Regions from separate parts of the Mus musculus genome. Here all the other regions are linked to region 2. The links are chromatin contacts, called in public HiChIP or PLAC-seq and promoter capture Hi-C maps. All regions are on one chromosome and are shown on one strand. Each heading gives the region's core, a stretch centred on a gene start, on an enhancer-like site or on the middle of the called end of the contact. The rest is flanking DNA. Distances are from core to core; before and after follow the strand shown.

The links. HiChIP or PLAC-seq counts read pairs in DNA pulled down with a chosen protein or histone mark. Capture Hi-C pulls out chosen DNA fragments and counts their contacts.
Region 1: a promoter capture Hi-C map of adipose tissue shows a contact between it and region 2. The contact joins two enhancer-like sites. A contact is called at or near these places in 1 of 15 datasets of contacts at CTCF or cohesin (the NIH/3T3 cell line), 4 of 484 Hi-C or Micro-C datasets (the 3T3-L1 cell line, the F1.1 cell line, the G1E-ER4 cell line and 1 more), 2 of 115 datasets of contacts at active chromatin or transcription factors (both in embryonic stem cells) and 3 of 9 other capture datasets (adipose tissue, liver and pancreatic islet).
Region 3: an H3K27ac HiChIP or PLAC-seq map of embryonic stem cells shows a contact between it and region 2, with 5 read pairs. The contact joins two enhancer-like sites. A contact is called at or near these places in 1 of 15 datasets of contacts at CTCF or cohesin (the NIH/3T3 cell line), 1 of 115 datasets of contacts at active chromatin or transcription factors (embryonic stem cells) and 3 of 9 other capture datasets (adipose tissue, liver and pancreatic islet).

The regions. Positions count from the first base shown.
Region 1 is chr3:83,941,558-83,944,676 of GRCm38.p6, reverse strand. Tmem131l (transmembrane 131 like) reads left to right here. Exons shown (of 35, transcript NM_172681.4): 8 at 1,848-1,925; 9 at 2,137-2,290. Among named protein-coding and RNA genes, the nearest start is that of Tmem131l, 97 kb to the left of the region's middle. Within about 2 kb of position 1,281, at least 47 of the 459 cell types and tissues checked have an H3K27ac peak or open chromatin away from gene starts, as enhancers often do. A contact at or near this core is called in adipose tissue and embryonic stem cells, where this site is marked.
Region 2 is chr3:84,189,194-84,192,629 of GRCm38.p6, reverse strand. Trim2 (tripartite motif-containing 2) reads left to right here. Exons shown (of 12, transcript NM_001271727.1): 5 at 369-549; 6 at 1,394-2,117. Among named protein-coding and RNA genes, the nearest start is that of Mnd1, 35 kb to the right of the region's middle. Within about 2 kb of position 1,424, at least 91 of the 459 cell types and tissues checked have an H3K27ac peak or open chromatin away from gene starts, as enhancers often do. A contact at or near this core is called in adipose tissue and embryonic stem cells, where this site is marked.
Region 3 is chr3:83,967,493-83,970,634 of GRCm38.p6, reverse strand. Tmem131l (transmembrane 131 like) reads left to right here. Exons shown (of 35, transcript NM_172681.4): 4 at 2,409-2,477. Among named protein-coding and RNA genes, the nearest start is that of Tmem131l, 71 kb to the left of the region's middle. Within about 2 kb of position 1,359, at least 26 of the 459 cell types and tissues checked have an H3K27ac peak or open chromatin away from gene starts, as enhancers often do. A contact at or near this core is called in embryonic stem cells, where this site is marked.

The DNA.
Region 1 (3,119 bases), core at 32-2,531, 250 kb after region 2:
GGTCCAGGTCCCTAAATATCAAAAATCCTCTGCTTTCCCTTTGAGTCATAGCCTGATCCCTAAAATGCATCCTTAGGTTTAGGGAAGTGATTCTGCTTAGCCGTGGCTCGCCTGGCATCAGGTACTCATACATAGTTAAGCAAGCTTTCCCAGTGCTCAGACTCTGGCTCCTGGGCTGAATATGTTTCTTTTGTAATGACTGTGACAGAGACCTTGTGCAGGAGAATCTGCCAAAGGCCATGTTTCTGAGATTTGTGTGCTGTGCTAACTTCACTGTCTCCTCTTATGTATGCAGCCCCACCCCAACCTGGACGATGGTATCCCTCCTTGATTGGGTTGTTCTCGTCTTCTCCTTGAAGTTCTATGAAAGATGGCTGAGATCTTTGAACTTGACAGAGTCCTGCATTCTTTCCTTATACTTCTGTCTTCCATCCATAGCCCTTTCATGTGTTAAAAATGGCAGGCAGTTGACATTTGGACATCTGTTTTTGAAGTTTCTGTCAGAGTCCACGTCATGGCTTCTAGTGGTCATTGAATTGAAAGAAGGTATACATTGAAAAGCAAAACAAGCAAGCAAACAATCCAGGAAGTTGATTGGGTATAATAGTGCATACTTGTAATCTTAGCATTTAGGCCTATGAGGCAGGATGATCTTATGGACACTCGGCTGTACTGTGAGACCTGGTTTCAAAAATCAAACCAGGCTGGGGCTGGAGTGTTGTGAATGGGCCTGGTGCTGTTTGTATTTTGATGCTAATTCTGTTCTCCTAGGAGGGGTTGCAGACAAGGAGTGAGTCATATACTCAGGTGACTTCTTGTGAACCAACCCCCTACTGAATAAAGGAGCCAATCACTGAGCGAGTAGGAGGGACTTCTGGGTTGGACAGAGGAAGAGAGAAACAGGAGAGAGTTAGTTCTTTTTGGATGGGGATAGCTTGAACAAAATGTAGCTACAAGTGTCTCCTGGTTTCAATGGCAGATCAGTCAGGATTTGACACCTGGATTTGGATTTAAAACAAGGCTTATGAGATTAGGATTTCATTGTTGCACCCAGCTATTAAGTTACGATTGTTCCTGAATTAAGTTTGTATGGTGTTTTGCTTCACACAGCAGTTTTTCTTGGTTCAAGAGAGAAAGGTATGGCTGGCAAAGTGTGGGTTTGCCTGATGTGCAACACAAAGGCCGTGGGGGATTTGAAGCATGGGGCTGGCATGTTAGTGACTGGCCAGTGAGAACCTAGCAAGCAGGGTGGAGAGATTTTGGAGCTCTGAGTCAGAGCGTGACTGCTGGGGCTAAGAGTAGCAGGGTGTAGCATAGGAACTTGCTGTTCCTTTTAATATTTCTTGCAACACTGGAGAGATGGCTTGATGGCTAAGAATACTTGTTGCTCTTGCAGAGTACCTCATTTTGGTTTCCAGCACTCTTGCACGGAGGCCCACAATGGCCTGTAACTCCAGTTTCAAAGAATCTATTGCCCTCTTCTGACCTTCTCAGACACTAGTACACACACACACACACACACACCTTTAAAAAAAGCAAAAAATAGTCAATAGGTTATTAATGGGTAACCCCACTTTAAAATAAAAGTGTAGTTCTTTGTTTTTAACCAAATACTAAACACACCCAAGACAGTATACATGGGATATACATACTCTTGCTTCCTGCCTTACTAGGAACTTTCATTCCTTCCTTGAGAGTGTACGCCTACTGACAACAGAATATATTTCCAGTACAGCATAGCATGCAGCAGTCAGTAGCTGTTTGGAACTCACTGTATGAATGACTCGCTCTTAGGACTGGATGATGCTTGGGGCCTCCACCTAAGTTTCCTTCCTTCTATCTTTTAGGCAGAGACCACTAATACCAGCCTGCTGCGGGTGCAACTGGAATGCAGTTTACATAATAAAGTGTGTCAGCAATTGAAGGTATAACAATATTTAGCAGATCTCAGTTTTCTTTCCTGCCTCTTAAAAATCAAAATGAAAACTGCAGTGTATTCTCATCCTCAATAGGCTCTTGCCTCGACTGTTTTCTTTTCTCCAGCAATATGCAGTCTTAGAGCTCAGATGATTTTTGTTTTGTTCTGTTTTGTTTTGTTTTTGAGTTTTTCTCCTTTCCCCACGCCTCCCATTTCAGAGTTGCTCTCTGGGATCTGATGATGCGCTACACTTGGAGATGAACATCATTGTAGCAGTGGAAAACTCCTCCAAGCAACCTGAAGAGAACACTCAAGCCCTGCTAGATCACCTCTCTATTGTCTATGTAGCTACTGATGAGTCTGACACCTCAGGTGAGGTGGGGCTTTACAGTTTCTGTTGTGGGACTAGCTCAGTCGAGTGTGCACTGGGTCCTGCCTCATCCATAAAACTGAAGCTACAAACTTTCTTGCAGCATGGCCAGGTTTCCCTGAGTCATTATTTGGTTCTTTCAGAGACTCAAGGCAGCCTCTGCTTGGGGTCGATTGCAGCAGGCACTGCTTCTCAGTCTGCAGCTGCCCTGCCTGCACCACTTCAGGGAGGCTAAGTAACCACAGCTCTCTGAGTCTCCTTGGGAATCATTTTTCTTGGCATTTTGCACAGATGGAATGGACTTGACTGCCTAAAATAAATGTTCACGAAGGGTTTGAAGTCCGAGTCTTGCTCCAGAGTTACTGAGTTGCAGAAGCTCAGTTGACCAGATCATGCTGTTTCTTTCGTATTCTTAGTAGCCAATAGCTGGTTGTTTCTGGATGTTTGACAACTTGGAGGAGAATTCTTTGGAAATGTGTATCCTACTTACTAGAAATAGCCTATTTTGGCAGTCTAGCTTTTGAAGAACACTTGCAGGAGATACATGCTGTCTGATGTATGAGATGCAGACTATGCCATTTGCTGTTATAACAGCTGTGTTCACATGTGTATTTATTACTCATTCCAAAAAAGATGAACACAGTGATACAGGAAAGCATAGTTACTCATCAACAGTCAGCAGGGTCATGCGTGCAGGGCCCTCTCCTTCCTCCCCTGCTACCAGTCTCCTGCTCGGGACTGAACCTATGACTTCCCATGTGCATCATTGCACTCTACAGTTTTAATTGTTGAGCAAACATCATTTACCTCCAGCATGTAGAATTGGATGTA
Region 2 (3,436 bases), core at 175-2,674:
TGGTGATACCTAAACCCATTTTAGGTGTCTTAGCAACAGTGTAGGAATATGCTATAGATGTGGAGTAGAGGAGGGAACTCTGTTAAGCATCCTATATGCACAGGGCATCCTCTGCTACAAGGACTATCTGGCCATAACCGTTCCGCCAAGACCTTTGCACCATCAATAGTTAACCCAGATGGTTGAAGGGAGATTTAAATAGAGGTGACCCTGAAGGACTCACTTGTTCCTTCATGTTTCCTTTTAAAGGTGATGCAAGCAGCATAGTAAAAAGCGCTTGCATTTAGAGACTGAAGGTATAGGCAGGCTTTGGAGTATTCCTAGGTAGAAGTTAAATAATGACCACTAACAACTCTCCTGTCTCTCAGACTCCCAGAAATAGATTCTGCTCTTCAGTTCATCTCAGAAATCATCCATCAGTTAACCAACCAAAAGGCCAGCATTGTGGATGACATCCACTCCACCTTTGATGAGCTGCAGAAGACTTTAAATGTTCGCAAGAGCGTGCTGCTCATGGAGTTGGAGGTCAACTATGGTCTCAAACACAAAGTAAGGCTCTGCAGTCCTGCAGGCTTCTTGGGGGGGGGGGGAGTGGGGGTGACTGCACTCCCAGCGCCTGCTTACTGCGTTCTAACAGTGGCGGTAGCAGGAATGGACCTACACCACTGTACTTCCTGGGGACCAACAGTGCCCTTTACATTTAGTAGATATTCAACCAAACTCGGATTCCGTGAACTTTCTGTCGCAACTTATAGTTCTCCCTAAGGAGAGGTTGCATATAGAAATGCTTTCAGGGCTTAAGGTCGCCTGGAATGTTTTCCTTCCTTAATTATAGGGTGGAGGAGCCTCTTCACTGCTCTCTCTCTCACCCACACCAACCTGTTCCTCAACTTCAAAGCGAACCTGACTGCCGCCTTTGTTTGGCTCTGCAAGTCTGTTCACCAAGCCAGGGTGGAGAGCTTCGGGTATTCAGGTGTAGAGACTTCTCAAATGGTTGGGTTTTGTTCCCTGAGGTCGTGACTGGCAGCTCTAAACGCTAGGGAAAGGCCACTGGGTAATGACTAATTCGCATCAAGCAGACAATTTGTTTGCTGTTGGTAGCGTCCTTTCTTCTCTTAGCCCCAGGTAAACAGATGACCTAAGAAATGCACGTGTGGGTGAGAGGCAGGGTGAGGCGGAAGGGAAATCTCCAGATGATACTGGAAATGCAACTTAGCGTTCTGCATGGGTTCACTGGGTTAAATGGAATGCAGATGGTTCCGAGCCACCTGAGTGGGCGGGCGTAGAGGTTGGTTCTTTTGGGAGGAGGGCTCTGCCCCAGCTCCTAGCCAAGTGTCCTGCAGGCTGCACGGTGTCCTGTAGGAAGCGCTCGTTGCCTCTGTGTCCCCGGCAGGTGCTGCAGTCGCAGCTGGATACCCTGCTCCAAGGCCAGGAAAGCATTAAGAGCTGCAGCAACTTCACGGCTCAGGCCCTCAACCATGGCACGGAGACGGAGGTGCTGCTGGTGAAGAAGCAGATGAGCGAGAAGCTGAACGAACTGGCGGACCAGGACTTCCCACTGCACCCGCGCGAGAACGACCAGCTGGATTTTATCGTGGAAACGGAGGGACTGAAGAAGTCTATCCACAACCTGGGGACCATCCTCACCACTAACGCGGTCGCCTCTGAGACGGTGGCCACGGGGGAGGGGCTGCGGCAGACCATCATCGGGCAGCCCATGTCCGTTACTATAACCACCAAGGACAAAGACGGAGAGCTGTGCAAGACAGGCAACGCATACCTCACCGCTGAGCTCAGCACCCCGGACGGCAGCGTGGCCGACGGAGAGATCCTGGACAACAAGAACGGCACCTACGAGTTCTTGTATACTGTGCAGAAGGAGGGGGACTTCACCCTGTCCCTCAGGCTCTACGACCAGCATATCCGAGGCAGCCCGTTTAAGCTCAAGGTCATCCGCTCTGCCGACGTGTCCCCCACCACCGAGGGCGTGAAGCGACGAGTCAAGTCCCCGGGGAGCGGGCACGTCAAGCAGAAGGCTGTGAAGAGACCTGCCAGCATGTACAGCACCGGCAAGCGAAAAGAGAACCCCATCGAGGACGACCTGATCTTCCGAGTCGGTAAGGAGTGGGCGCTGTCCCCTGACTCGGTGGCTAAGGGGCTACCTGGCAAGCGCTCCTGCCAATCGGAATCCTGCATTTACGAGCAGGTGGGGAGCTTCTGGTTATTTTGTTGGGCTAGTTTCTGTAGGCTCTTCCCAAATGTTTCTTCTTCCGTTTCCTCCTTTCTTTCCTCCTCCCCTCCCCCCTTTTCCTGATAAATGCAGCCAGTGAGAAGCTGAAACAAGAAGGGGGGGGGGCAGGGGCGGGAGAAAAACCAACAGTACAACGACAATTTTTTAAAAAAGATTCTCACTTTGGTGGGTGTGTCTTTGGAGGACTCCTGTCTAACCCAAATGCAAAGAGCCTTGCGTCTGGCAAATTCTTGTATTTCTGTGAAATCTGTGGGGCTTGGGCGGTGGCAGTCCCACAAACGGAATTCAGATACCTCTCTGCCTCCACTCCTGCAAGGAGTGGGAGATCTGTGGGGGTCAGTCCACAGGGCAAGCTGTGTGGTCAGCCAGCTGTGCAGAGCTGGAAAACAGTGCCTAAGACCTCTGGGTGGAGAAGGAAATGGGTTTGGGCGGGGCTGGGGATGAAGCCCAGAGGTGTAGCCTGGGCTCAGAGACCGGAATGTGGTTGCCCCTCCCTCTGATTTATTACCTGGCGCTTTTTACCTATGTTTGTTTTCACTGCTTGGCTTCCCAAGAGGAAGCGACCTAAAAGTAAACCAAAAAAAAAAAAAAAAAAAAAAAAAAAAAAAAAAAAAAAAAGGGCATTCAGACATTCTTAAGGAAAAGCAAAGCTTGCATTTTGTTTCAGAAAGGACCTGCAGCCTGCCTCGTTCTCCTCGTTCTGTCTTTACCCGCAGCCTGCCTCCCCTACTCCCTCCTGTGTCTACATCACTGGGCCTGAGAGTGCTACTGCACAGTTTGTTAACTGACACACCTAGAAAGGAAATAGACTTTTCTACCACAGAACTTCAGAAACTAGGAATCTGCAGAACTGCATGTGCGCTCGGGGAGGGAAGGAGTAGGAGACCATGCTGGCCATCTTTTCTCACCATCTATTCTCCTCAGACTGCCTGGGGCAACTCCGGCTCCTTGGCTCCTTGGAACATTGTGAGCCGAGTTGCCCTGTTAGTTCTCAAGGCTGAATCCCGGTAAAGACTGTGGAATGACACGTTAACTTGTCCATTCGGAGCATGACTTTCTTGGTCACCTGTGTAGAATGATTCCAGGGGACAAGCTAGGACAGACGCAGGACTGGATCCTGCTGGTCACCTGTGTAGAATGGTTCCAGGGGACAAGTTCAGACAGACGCAGGACGGATCCTGCTGC
Region 3 (3,142 bases), core at 110-2,609, 220 kb after region 2:
CTTTTTTAGACGATAAGGCAGACACTAACAAATGAAGCTACTGACCGGCTCAGACCAGGAAAGCAATGGCCGTGGGTGTGGAACCAGGCTTGTGAGACCTGCAGCTCAGGCTGTCACACAACAGGCTAGGCCTAGTTGGTTCCCAGATAGTGTTCTCCCTTCCAGCGGCCCCAGGTCTGAGTTAGAGATTTGCCTCTTTGTGCTTTGTGACCTTGTAAGTTGAGGAAATCCTCCAGGCTTTGTCTGCCCACTTGGAAACCATGTGCAAAACCCAATGTTCAACTTCTGGCTCTGGCACTGGACGGGAAGGAGCTGCTCTTAGCTTCTGTTGCGTGTTATTAATACAGCACATTTCTGTGGCCTCTCTAAGGTTGCTTGGGGTTCTCCTGGAATGCTAAGCCCTGACCAGTTTCTGTAGTGTGTGTGCCCATGGTGCACCTCTGAGGTTGTCACTTCTGTTCTGAGGCAGCTAGTGGTCTTATTTACAAGCGAGCTGTAGTGCTGGGCTCTAGAGTCTGAAGGGATCTAGTCTCTATTGGGTGGAAAAGTTGACAAGAGACCAAAGTGCCACTTTGATTTTTAACCCAGCTGGTATTGGAGATAGGACAGAGACTCAGGTAGCTCTGAGCAGATGCTTTTTGGAGGAAGGGAGTTTGAAAAGATTGTAGCTGGAGTTGTAAGGAATGGGGTGGTTCTCCCACCCCTCCATAGACTGTGCTTTCAGGAAACAGCAAACCTCTGAGAAAGATCTTCTAAAGGTCACCTTACTTTCTAGCTGGCAGACTTAAAGTCCAGGTGACAAAAGTGGGACCAGCTTCCTGAGAGCTTTGAGGGGAGGGAAAATGGTAAGCTTTTGTTATGGAGAACTATTCTGAGTCTCTAAATAAAGTATGCTCACTTAGGGAGTTTCTTCCAGTAAACATCTCTGTGCTATGTAAACTTTCAAATAGTCATACCTCTGTCTGTCTGTCTGTCTGTCTGTCTATCTAATTAATCCATCTAAATGTTTATATCTCTTGTTATAGCTTTATTATATTTTTCACTTACATGTGCTTGATTTGTTTTTCTACTGAATTGATCTATGACTCTTGACTTTTTAAAAATGTTTATTTGGTTTTATGTGTATTAGTGTTTTATGGTTGTATGCATTTATGTGTAGCATGTGCATACCTGGTTCCCTAAGAAGTCAGAAGAGCAGTCACATTTCCCTGGCACTGGAGCTACAGATGGTCGTGAGTCCTGTGTAGGTGCTGGGAACTGAACCTGCCTGGGTCTTCTGCGGGGACAGCAAACACCACTGTCTTCTGAGCTGTCTCTCCAGCCCTGTGACTTGTAAGGGAAGTGAGATCACAGCGAGCACTCAGGTGCTGAGAATGTGACTTGCCATGTGAGAGTTTATGTGGTTCTTATACCACGAATGATGATGGTTCCTGTCTGCAAACCCAGCACTCAGGAGCTGAGACAAGAGAGGCCTATGAGTTTGAGACCAGCCTAAGGTACATAGTGCCTAGCCTGGCCTACAGAGTGAGCCTTTATCTCAGAAACAAACAAAACTAAATGAACTAAATGAATCCAGACCTGGTTGAAAATTATGCCTACCTCCAGCAGCCTGTGACACACAGGCCTTTCCCTGGTGTCTTAGTCAGGGGTTCAATTCCTGCACAAACATGACCAAGAAGCAAGTTGGGGATGAAAGAGTTAATTAGCTTACACTTCCACATTGATGTTCATCACCAAAGGAGGTCAGGATTGGAACTCAAGCAGGTCAGGAAGCAGGAGCTGATGCAGAAGCCATGGAGGGATGTTACTTAACTGGCTTGCCTCACCTGGCTTGCTCAGCCTGCTTTTTTATAGAACCCAAGTCTATCAACCCAGGGATGGCACCACCCACAAGAGGCGCTCCCCCCCTTGATCACTAATTGAGAAAATGCCTTACAGATGGATCTCATGGAGGCATTTCCTCACTTGAAACTCCTTTCTTTGTGATAACTCCAGCCTTTGTCAAGTTGACACACAAAACCAGCCAGTACACATATTAACCATTGGCCTAAAGAATTCAGGGGCCAGAGTTTCCTCAAACCTGCTTTACAGATGTGTTTTTCTTTGTTTTGGGTATGTGAAGATAGGCCTGTTACCTGACTTCATGCAGAAAGAAGCCTACTAGTCATTAAGTAGGGCTTCGTTTGTGTCGTCATCTGTTGGCAAGATCTGTCCATTTGATAAATGTTATATTAACTGTAAGCTAGACGGTTGTAAATTTCTAGAACTCTAGTTCAAATTTATCTATAAGTGAGTAAAATTAGATAGCATGAATTTAGAGTCATTGTACTGAGCATATGATTGCAAAATTCAAATTTAAACCTAAGCAATTAATGTCTCTCTCTCTTTTTTTTCCTTTTGTCTTTTAGCTTCTCAGATAAACTGTTCATTGGAAAAGGCTTACATTTTCAGCCGTCAGTTCTAGATTTTGGAATACAGTAAGTATTTTTTTTTTAAATTTATAACTAAATTCATCTTATTTGTATTTATCTTCAGCATATCTTTTTAACATATTTATTTTTAATTATATGCGTATGTGTTGAGTTGTAGTTATGTCCACATGACTGCTGATGCTGACAGAAACCGGAAGAGGACACTGGCTCCCCTGGGGCTGGGGTTACTGGCAGTTGTGAACTGTTCAATATGAGTGCTGAGAACTAAGCTCCCATCCCTGCAAGAGCAACATAAACTAATAACCATGGAGCCCTCTCCAGCCTCTGGCCTCAGTGGATCTTACATGATGATATATATATATATATATATATATATATATACACATACATACACACACACAGTGTTATATGTTAAGCATATAATAATGTGAAAGGGTCTCAATCCTGAGACTTGTTAAAGGAATAGTTCATGAAAGAGAGAGTACAAAAGCTATTTTAAACCCTTTGAGTTTTTTGATGTATGTTTTGCAGTTAGGCCCTTGTCCATTCCAGGTGTATGCTTTCCTACTGTGGTATACAGTCAGCCCCCATCCAGTTGCGTCATGATATGCCTTATACTACTTGATAATAGCTAGACTTCAGTAAGAATTCAGTGGTAAGTCTTTGGGTGTTTTTTGGAACAAGTTTGATTATTTTATAATGGAAAAATG